Linked DNA regions of Sus scrofa: region 1 is linked to region 2. A link is a contact called in public promoter capture Hi-C data. All regions are on one chromosome and are shown on one strand. Each heading gives the region's core, a stretch centred on a gene start, on an enhancer-like site or on the middle of the called end of the contact. The rest is flanking DNA. Distances are from core to core; before and after follow the strand shown. Region 1 overlaps SLC30A7 (solute carrier family 30 member 7). Region 2 holds the start of DPH5 (diphthamide biosynthesis 5).

Region 1 (5,443 bases), core at 152-2,651, 73 kb after region 2:
TCCATGAACTTTTGATGAACAGGTTTTTTTATTAGTATGTTGACAACTTACTTTTAAACATACTTCTTTTTTAGGCAAGAAATAGATTTATTAAGATAGAACACTTGTGAGAGATGCAAGTGGGCAGGTAAGAAGGCCTCTAAAGATACCTTTAAAAATAAAGACTAGATCTTGAAAAATAAAGTGGGGGAAAGGAATAGAAGAGAACATGGACTCGAAAGCAAGAGCAGGCACACAACTGAGCAATGTTTTACTTAAGCCACAGTGGTAAAATTCCACTTGGCAAATAACTTCAAATGTTTGTTTTGGATTACCAAGGGCTAGTCTAACTTTGCCCCCAAAGAGCTAAAACACAATAAATACAAGATAGTTGAGTCCAATCTATAATAATCCTTAAGGAGATGCTTTAAAACATTAAGGATGCTCCCTTACTGCAGTGTCTTAATAAGCTACCCCAAACAACCTTTGTTCAAATTTTTACATGTGTAACCCATGTGCGTCCCCTCTCAAAGTCTACTACTCTCTTTGTAAAAACAACAATAACAACGAGTACTTCCCTTTTTCTCCTAAAATTTACTTTCACATGTGGCTCTTAGTTTGAGGATTCTAGAACTGGGGAAATTCCATGATCACAGATATTGCACTATTAGAATTAATGGAGAATTTAAGAGATCATCCATTTTAACACTCAATTCCAAAAATGTGAGACAGATAAGTATTTTAATAAACATAATGTCAGAAGCAAGCATTTATTTAAAAATAACTAAATAAAAGATATAATTGATAATAAAGAAATAATATAGAGAGAGTGTACCAACTGAGGTTTTTTTCTGATTTTTTTGGAATGGTTGCTTACTTAGGTAGAATTATAATAAAATGTTTATATTCAACAGCAGCAAGCATTTCACCAAAGCACATGGAAGCATTACGCTAATTTTCTCCAATAATAATTTTAAAATATTGTTGAGAATTTTAGCGGTTGGAGCTATAACTAAGTCATGGAACTCAGGTGGGGAGAAAAAGATGCTTGCTAAATCACATGTGATAAGCAATTTAGAACAAAAGTCAATTTCTAGAATAATTTCATAGGTTATATAGTTTTATAGGTTATAAAAGTGTAAAAGAAACCTGTAGAAACTCTCTTTTTGCCTTTTAAAATTGTGTTTAGCTCAGGAGTTTGCACCCATATTTTTCTGATTATCTATCGTAATAGGGGATCATAAAACAGATTTTAGCATGGATCTATCTAGCCATAATGAAAGGATATGGGGAAAAAGACAAACTTAGCAAATTCCTGACTGAGCTAAGACTTAGAGCTGCATCCAAACCCAAAAAGTAAGCATTTGGAAACAATTAGAGGTTCACTTCTGGTTGACTAACTCAATTCTAGCTTTAACAATGAAATACCATTTTCCTAGCATACATAAAAAGAATGAGTCATTAGGCACATGAGTTTACCAGTAAAACATGGTAATAGCTTTATTCCTCAAAAGCTAAAGGTAAATCAAATTTATAATCATATAATCAGAAACATAAAAATTAATACGAAAGCTTAAATGCTACCAGGTTAAATAAGCAGCAGTTGGTTATTACTCCCTATTGCCAGGAACTTTGCAAAGGGAAATATATTCAAATCTTACTTCAAAAGCAGCATTTAGTGAGAGCTGCACTATTTCAACAGTAAATAAAATGATCTAGCAACAATTATAAACAAACCAAAAAGGGTATCTATTATGAAAGCTCTGGAAGAACAGACTAGTGATAATCGTTATGATTAACATTTTTATTAACAATAAAAAAGTTTCACCGTGTTGAAACTCTTTAGATTGAGAATAAATGTCTATTAATATTAATTAAAACATAAGTAGTGATTCAACTTTTTTGAACTGCCTTATGGGCTACGTCCTCCTACATATTATCAGCAGTTCTTACAAACCACAAACATAAAGATAGCTGTACTTTATAAGAGAACCCATAAATTTGAAGGTCTAGTGTATGTAATATACTCAAAAATGTTCAGCAGACAAAAAAGCCAAAGAAAATTGACCCTTAAAAGTAATATAGTCTATATTTAGACATGGGGATCCTAAGGCAAGTTGTAAATATGCAGTCATATTTGCACAAATACCATTATTCCATAGTAAAGAACAATTGCCCAGAATTTCATAAGCCTGCTATAGAACAGATAACCCAAAATCACAGGGATGGTGGCTTACCTTATAATTACACTGAGTTTCTGAAACGTATGGTTTAAATAAATCCATATTTACAGAATACCTACTTTACTCAATAATGGAGATGATAAGATACCCGAAAATACCCTTAGAACTTGGAGCTGAAGTCATGAAAAGGTCACCATTTTCCTTAAACTTCTGGAACTTAGTTATAACACTTAATGCATCTGGTCTTTGGACCAAGAGCATGAGTAAATAATGTCAAATTAGTAAATAGTGATGTTTTTGTTTAGACAACACTTAATTTTTAAAGTATTTTAATAAATGTTTTCGAATTTGATCCGCACAACAACCTTAAGTAACTAAGAAAATGTTGGAATCACAGATGTAGACAAGACCATAAGCGATCATTTAGGCCAATTCCTTCACATTACAGAGGAGAAAACTGTCTCAGAGAGATTAAGACAACCTGCTCTTTGTTAGACACTGGTGAGCAGCAGAGCTGGATGCCGGAATGCTAAGGCTCTCTGCACTACACCGCAGTGTCTCCTCAGGACTGAGTCCTCTGGATCAGAGACCACGTCATATCCTTTTATTTCCAGGGCCCAGCACAGTGCCCCGTGGAATATATTAAAGCTCTTGACACACGTCTGCTGAATAATCCATTTTAAAACTGCGAACATTAGTGGAAGATTATTAAAATGTAGAACAGCTCATGTTGACATGACTTTCAACCCTTAACAACTAAATAACAACAGTAAAAGAGCCCCTTAGTTCAGTCATTCCCCCAAAAAGCATCTCTAAAAAACAGAAGCAAAAGTATCTTATCCTCTATTCAAGTATAAGTTAGGAAGAATTACACGTAGGCAGGAGCAAGCAGCATTCCTAACTCTTGATGTGCAATTTACGATCTGAATAAAGTCTCTTCATTCTCATGAATAAGAAACGAAAATCATACCAGCAACATAAGCGAAAAAAATTACGAAGTGATATTACATATCCATGGAGAACAAAGGTGCAAAGAAATAAGAAAAATTAAGGGGATTCATGATACCACCCTGTCAAGAGGGAGGGAAATGGGGAGAGACGATGGAATTGAAAAAGTAAGAGAGTAAGGATCTCCACGAGATACACACGCCGTGTTTTGAGAGAAGTTTGGAATAAATCTTATTATTCTTATTAAATACGGTAACATTTGTATTGAAAGATAATGAGTCCTGGAGGAACCTCCCCACTACCTCACTGCAAACAGTGCGTAGGCTGAGACCGACAAAGGCAGGAGATGAAGGTCTGTACAGAGACTGGCATGTTTTAAAAGTATAGCAGTGAAGAAACAGGACTTCATTTGGGAAAAACGGATCAGATGGCAAGAAATATTTGTCAGTATTATCCAAATCAACCTAATTATCTGCTTCAGTGATCACAGCTTTTAACTCAGAACAAAAAGGCCTTAAGATCAGGAAAAATCCAAGAGGGATGGGACCAAAGTGCTGAAAAATATCTAGGTTTTTTAACAAGATTATAAGGAACCTGATCTAGACTGGGTCTGTTTAGTTATAAGTCCAGCAATTAACACTTAATACAATGCTTGCCATGGGGCAGGTCTGCTCTAGCCTTGAGGTATCTTACCCTATTTAATCTAATATAACAAACTATGAGGTAGGTATTGATCAGCCCCATTTTAAAGATGGAAAACTGAAGCTCAGGGATGTGCTCAAGGTCACACAGCTAAATGGTAAAAACAGGATTTGAACCCAAGGCAGTTTTGCTCCACAATGAATCCTCTTAACTGCTCTGCAAGACTTCTTGCAGTTAAGGCATCGCGGTGCTTTGTTAGTGCTGCCAAAGCACCTTGGCCTAAAGGAGAGTTCTGACGTTAGGAGAAGCTGATCTTGAGAGGGTGCAGGAAGCCTGGACCACAAAAAAAAATTTGAAAAGCTCAGCAGAAGATGAACAGTTATAAGAATATGAACGTTTTCTGCTCTCTGAGAGCTAACTGGTACAGTCTAAAGTTGAGGAGTTCCTGTGGTGGCTCAGGAGGTTACAAACCCAACTAGTATCCATGAGGATGCAGGTTCGATCTCTGCAGCTGCAGCTCCGACTGTACCCCTAGCCTGGGAACTTTCATGTGCCGCAAGTGTGGCCCTAAAAAGCAGGCAAGCAAGCAAGCTGAATAGAAGCAAACCCCTGACACCTAGTTTCTGTTCTAGGCCCATCCTCAATGATAATTTCCAAAGTTACATGTTTGTGAGAAGCAAACCTAACACAGGAAAAGCAAAGCAAAGGAAAAGGTGCTGTTGTTTGTTTACCCAAATTAAACTTAAAATATCACTGTGAGATTTTTTTATTGTAATATCATGAAGTAGTTTTCTAAGTATTACATTCATTGGATGCTGACTACATTAAAATATTGAGTAACAAACAAGTGCAGGCTATACCTAGCGTGGAGCATTTCAAATTAATTACACACAAATTAACAATGAACATTAAAAATGAATAATTGCAAGGGACTAGTTTTTTCTTTGGCAGAATAAATTAAATTAAAAAAGCTAAAATGCTTTCCACATTTTATTTATTTATTTATTTATTTATTTTAAGGGCTGCACCTGTGTCACATGGAGGTTCCTAGACTAGGGGTCTAATCAGAGCTACAGCTGCCAGCCTAGCCACAGCCACACCAGATCCAAGCCACGTCTGGAACTTACACCACAGCTCACGGCAACGCCAGATCCTTAACCCACTGAGCAAGGCCAGGGATCGAACCCTCAACCTCATGGTTCCTAGTCAGATTCGTTAACCACTGAGCCACGACGGGAACTCCTATACCACACTTTTTTCATCCATTCATCTATCGATGGACATCTGGGTTACTTCTACCTCTTGCGAATAATGAAGTGAACTGTGAATAATGCTGCAATGCCCATGGATATACAAATCTCTCCTCGTGATCCTGCTCTGAGTTCTTTCAGATATGTACTCAGAAGTGGAATTACCACATCACATGTATTTTTAATTTTCTGAGGCACATCCATACTATTTTCAATAAAGGCTGCACCATTTTACATTCCCAGCAACGGTGCACAAAAGTTCCAAATTCTCCATATCGCTGCCAACACTTATTATCTATTCTTTTTTATTTTATTTGGCTTTTTAGGGCTGCACTGCAGCATATGGAGGTTCCCAGCTAGGGGTCAAATTGGAGCTACAGCTGTGGGCCTACACCACAGCCACAGCAATGTGGGATCTGAACCGTGTCTGTGACCTACACC
Region 2 (5,560 bases), core at 1,940-4,439:
CTGTGAAAATCTAAAAACAAAAACATGTTAAAAAAAAAAAATGACCAGTACAGGGAGTTCCCGTCGTGGGGCAGCAGAAATGAATCCGACTAGTATCTGTGAGGATGCAGGTTCGATCCCTGGCCTTGCTCAGTAGGTTAAGGGTCTGGTGTTGCCATGAGCTGTGGTGTAGGTTGCAGATGCGGCTCAGATCCCCAACTGTTGTGGCTGTGGTATAGACAGGCAGCTGTAGCTACAATTCAACCCCTAGCCTGGGAACTTTCATATGCTGCAAATGCAGCACTAAAAAGCAATTAAAAAAAAAAAAAAAAACAGTACGTTGGAAAATTCACCTGCTAAATAGTATGCATGGAAGTATATGTGATGTGTGTCATAAGGCTTTCAACATAAATGACTTTCTAAAGTGTGCTAAGCAAGGCATGTTTATGTTTGATAATCCTGTCAACGATTTTTCGGTAATCATCCAGAGCATACCACTCCCTGCATTTCATAAAGACAGAAAAAGACATCATAAGAAATCACCTAGCTATTAATGGGTAAATAATGGTCTAGTTAACATTTATTGAATACCTGCTATGTGCTGAAAACTGTGCTAAGCCTTAAGGATGAGAATATGAGTAAAATACAGTTCCTAATTCCATTAAATTGATGGTTTTGTAAAGAGAACATACGTAAAAGAATTACAAAATACTTAAATTGATGATAAGTCCATGTATGAAGTGTTACTGTAATGAAAAGAAGATACCTAACCTAGCCTGGGGATCTCTAGGGCTGCTTCCTGAGTTTAGTCTTCAAGAATGATAGCAGTAATTTAGGCAGGAGAGAATGGGAGCGGGTATTCCATGTTGAAGTGGCTGCCTGACTAAAGGCAGCGAGGCACAGAGCAGCATGCGTGGGCGCAGGGGTGAACTGCTAGAGGAAAAGCTCATGGGATGTATTGGAGACAGTTGTCACATCATGGGTGATTTTGTGGGATATGTTAAAGGAGCCTGGACCTTCTCTTGGCCTCAAAAGGATTTAGAAGGGGAATGACATTTTCAGATTGTTTCTGAGCTAGATCTCCCTGGCTCCTGAAAGAGGGATGTATGTGAGGGAGACATGCTGACAAGCTGCAGGAGTGACATAACAGGACCTGAACCAAGACCGTGATGGCAGGTGTGGTTTCTACCAAGAAAAAAACAGCATGATTGTCAAATTAAAATGTGAGGTGACTTCCAGGTATCTGGCCTGGATAAGCGCCTAGAGATGACAGTGTCTTCCAATCAAAGCAGATAACAGAGGAAAAAGCCAAGTTGAAAGGTTAAAAGATGGATTCAGCTTTGGATGTGTTAGATTTGACATGCCTCCAGGTTATCCAGATGCTTTCCAGCAGAAAGTTAAATACAGGATGTTGAGGAGGGGTCTGAATGGGAGGTTGAAATTTGAGTCTGCAAACTATTAAAGGTAACTGAAATCATGAAAGTGAATAGTCAAAGCTTTGTTTTTGTTTCTGACTTTAGCCATTCTAATAGGTGTGTAGTAGTTATCTCATTGTGGTTTTGATTTTGATTTCTCTAATGTCTAATGATGTTTGGCATCTTTTCAAATGCTTATTTTTCTATTCATGTATCTTCTTTAGGGATGTGCTCAATTTTTTTTCACATTTAAAAAATTGGGTGTTTTCTTGTTATTGTGTTTTGAGAGTACTTTATATAGTCTCGATGTAAGTGCTTTATCACACATATGCTTTGCAAATATTTTCTCCCAGTGTATGGCTTCAGTGTTTTTTTGAAGACCATAGCTTTTATCTTGTTGGGGTACAATCTTATCATTTTTTTTTCTTGCATCATGCTTTTGTATTGCACTTCAGAAATATTTGGAAGTAGGTCACCAATATTTTCCCCTGTTTTCTTCTGGAAGTTTTATGTTTTCCACTTACATCTATGAGACATTTTGAGTTTAATTATGTACATTGTGTGAGGAATGGGTCAATATAATGATATTGGATAGAACGGATCATTAAGAGTGTACGGAACAGGAGTTCCCCTCCTGGCCCAGCAGAAACAAATACGACTAGGAACCATGAGGTCGCAGGTTTGATCCCTGGCCTCGCTCAGTGGGTTAAGGATCCTGCATTGCCATGAGCTGTGGTGTAGGTCGCAGATGAGGTTCCGATCTGGCACTGCTGTGGCTGTGATGTAGGCTGGCAGCTGTAGCTCGGGTTCAACCCCTAGCCCGGGAACCTCCATATGTCGAGGGTGCGGCCCTAAAAAGAAAAAAAAAAAAAAAGAAAGAAAAAAAGAGTTTATAGAACAATAAAGTCAAAGACTGGACGGAATTCGGGAAGAAGAGATAAAGCCAAGGCCAAAGGAAGCAGAGTTGAGCAAACAAGACACAAGCCATTGTCGGAGAAACACAAGGAACACTGAGTAATCAACGCTATCTTGGATGAGGTCACTAGTGACCTCAGGAAAAGCATATTCAGTCAAAACAAATAATTTCGATATTGGAACTACTTCTAACCAACCACTTTAAGAATTCCCCGTGGAAGCACTAGGTCTACATTTGAAATCCCTTAGCATTCTTAAAGGTCACTTCTCTGGGCACAGGAGGGTCTGGGCTTCCCGGCACTGACAGTGAGGATGACTGAGGCAGATTCCAGTCACGCCACTTGGGGCACTCCAGAATGAGGGCCTGGGGACAAACCCAAGGAATCACTGCCCCGCTGGGAAATCAGAACCGACACTCATCACCAGGTCTTCCAGGCTGTCACCTCACCAGGGAGGCAGCTGGTTAAAATACAGTCGAATGAAAAGGCGAGGATGGGAATGTGTGCACTTGGGCAATCCCGGAGAAAATTAGGGAAATTCCTTCCTCCCGCCCCCCCTCCTGCGTCTGGAGGAGACGCGGAAGGCGTGTGGGCTCCTCGGCCCAACCTCGCGGGCGGCTCTTCAAGGGTAAAGAGCTTCTGCACTTACCGGTCCCAGGCTGGGCATGTTTAAGCTAGGGGGATAGTGGGCCGGCCTCGTCCCTTCCCAAAGGCCATGCTGAGGTCACTGATCAGACTCCCCCCGTCCGGCTGACCTTACGCCTTCTCACCCCAGCAGCCTACGTACGGGTCATTCCTAGGCGCGGCGAGTCTCCCCGCCCAGAGCCTGTGGGAGCCACCCTCCCAGCTAGTCGTAAAGTGCCGCGAAGCGCCGGCGCTTTACGGCACCGTAGGTGAGGGCGACGGCGTGGATCCCTGCTCAGCGCACATCCTCTGCCTGGGCACTGCTTCTGGGGAGCAGCGGCTATTAGGGAGTTGGGAAGACAGGGCCCCAGCTACGATTCTCCCAACGGTAACCATCTGTCCCTAGGTTTGTGTAACAAGAGAGAAGGCGGTTAGGGTTGTTTAAAAACACTCCAATCCTTATTTAAAAGGCGTGAGATTAGGTTCTTAAACCTCCCTCCTGTGATAGGCGGTCCCTCCCCGAGCTGTTTGGGTTTTCGTCTTGGTGTTCACCTCTAGATTTTTGGTATCGTCGGTGTAGCTGGCACTTGATTTTCTTGTTCATTTCGTCCTGCAGTCGCCCTCCCCCTGGACTTGGAAATGCTTTACATGATCGGTTTGGGCCTGGGAGATGCCAAGGACATCACAGTCAAGGGCCTGGAAGTTGTAAGACGCTGCAGTCGAGTGTATCTGGAAGCCTATACCTCAATCCTGACTGTAGGGAAGGAAGTGCTGGTAGGTGCCCAAGGCTTTCCAGCCTTCTAGGAAGAACGATATCTAACAGCTGAGTTTTAGTATGCTACGCCGTACCGACTTTTTCACGTCTGTTGGTTTAAACCGATTAAAACACATCCCGTACTCGTTACGAATCTGGGTATTACAAAATTGGGAGTCATACACCAACCAAGTGATTTGGAAAAGGAAAGGGACCTTTTTTTACTCTACAAGTCTAATTGTGTGGCTTTTTCCATTAAATAGGAAAGGAGAATTGCTTTACACTCCTGGGGATGGTTATCAGAATCCGCTATTTCATGAGATAGCCAAGAAATCCTTTCTGAGTTGAATGCTAATGAGGTGCTTATTCAGCCTTAATGAGTTGGTTATGTATTCAGGAATCGAGCTGAAAGCTTATCCCTTTGAAGTATTTCCATAGAGAACGGTAATCTCCTTTCTGTCTGTATCCTATCCTGAGAGAACTTACCTTTAAATAGACATCTCCCAGTTAAGGCTTATACCCATACACTTGGGTGTATTGAGTGAGCCTGGATCTTAGTAACCAGGGAATTTGCTAGTGTATCAAACATTTACCTGGTTCTGGTTAAGGGCTCAGTAAATTTTGGAGGAAGGGTCAAGTTCAGGTTCATTGTCAAATTTCTTACAGGATTTTAGCATAGTGTCTGGCACAAAAGTGTTCAGAAACATGGTTCGTTAATAGATATATTTCCAAACATCACTATATCTCAGTTTCTTCATTTGTCAAATGGAGATAATAGCTAGTTGGAAGGCTATTAATATTATATCATTTCTTAAGGTGATGTATTTGAAAGTGCTTTGCAAATTGAAGTGCTAACTAAATGTTAATTTTGGTTAAGACTTTTTAAAGTATTTTTTTCCCCAAAAACATACTTGTAGAATTATTACCTAAAGGGTCAGGATCTAGGGCTGGGCCCAACCTCACCTACAAGTAGATTATGTGTACTTTGTTAAAGTGCTAGAATTCTGGAGTTCCCTTCGTGGCTCAGAAGTTAACCAACCTGACTAGAATCCATGAGGATGCAGGTTCAATCCCTGGCCTCACTCAGTGGGTTGGGGATCCCGCTTTGCTGTGAGCTGTGGTGTAGGTCACAGATGCAGTTTGGATGCCGCATTGCAGTGGCTGTGGCTGGCCTTAGCACAAGGCTGTGAATTCTACCCTTAGCCTGAAAACTTGCATATGCCTCAGGTGCGGCGCTAAAAAGCAAAAAAAAAAAAAAAAAGTGCTAGAATTCTGTTCCTCCACAATAATAAGTGCTAATGTTTTTTGAACACTTCCTATGTACTGTTTTAAATCCTTCACGTGTAGAACAGGTTTATTTTTCTGTAAGTATTGTTCACATTCCTATAGGCACAGAGAAACTTACCCCAGGTTATACAGATAGTGAGTGATACAGCCAGAGTATGAACCAAAGCAGTCCTCAGTTGAGAGCCACCACTTGTGACCCATCTGTGTCTCTGTACTCTTAGGGATAGATAATAGCTTCACAAAATAAGACCTCACAGAACACCCACAGAGAAGTTAGCATTCAGGTAAAGTGGTTCAGTCCTGGGTGTTAAGGTATAAACAAGTACAGACATGCCTTATGTAACTCCGTGAACTCTCAGAACCCCTTTATATTCAGCTACTTCCTTTTTGCCTTTAATTTCTAACTTTTTTTTAGACAAATTAATGTTAAAAATTGTTGAGAGGCGCTCATACAGTCTGGTCTTAATAACTTTGGATCATTATTACAGAGTGGAAAACGATGGGAAAATTCTGTTTTCTGTAATGAATATATACTTTTATCACTAATTACACAAAATAACTTTTTATATAGACGGCACAGATGGATG

The links. Promoter capture Hi-C pulls out the DNA fragments that hold promoters and counts their contacts.
Region 1: a promoter capture Hi-C map of liver shows a contact between it and region 2, with 4 times the contacts expected there. The contact joins the enhancer-like site here to the promoter of DPH5 in region 2. A contact is called at or near these places in 1 of 5 promoter capture datasets (liver), 5 of 47 Hi-C or Micro-C datasets (embryonic fibroblasts, liver, skeletal muscle and 1 more) and 2 of 2 datasets of contacts at active chromatin or transcription factors (alveolar macrophages and skeletal muscle).

Annotation. Positions count from the first base shown.
Region 1 is chr4:117,340,355-117,345,797 of Sscrofa11.1, forward strand. All of the region lies in intron 8 of SLC30A7 (solute carrier family 30 member 7), which reads right to left. Among named protein-coding and RNA genes, the nearest start is that of SLC30A7, 53 kb to the right of the region's middle. Within about 2 kb of position 1,402, at least 2 of the 83 cell types and tissues checked have an H3K27ac peak or open chromatin away from gene starts, as enhancers often do. A contact at or near this core is called in embryonic fibroblasts and liver, where this site is marked.
Region 2 is chr4:117,265,841-117,271,400 of Sscrofa11.1, forward strand. It overlaps DPH5 (diphthamide biosynthesis 5), which reads left to right and starts at 3,190. Exons shown (of 8, transcript NM_001243679.1): 1 at 3,190-3,320; 2 at 3,549-3,706. The coding sequence starts at 3,572. LOC106508363 (a long non-coding RNA gene) reads right to left here and starts at 3,144. Exons shown (of 7, transcript XR_002343569.1): 1 at 2,958-3,144.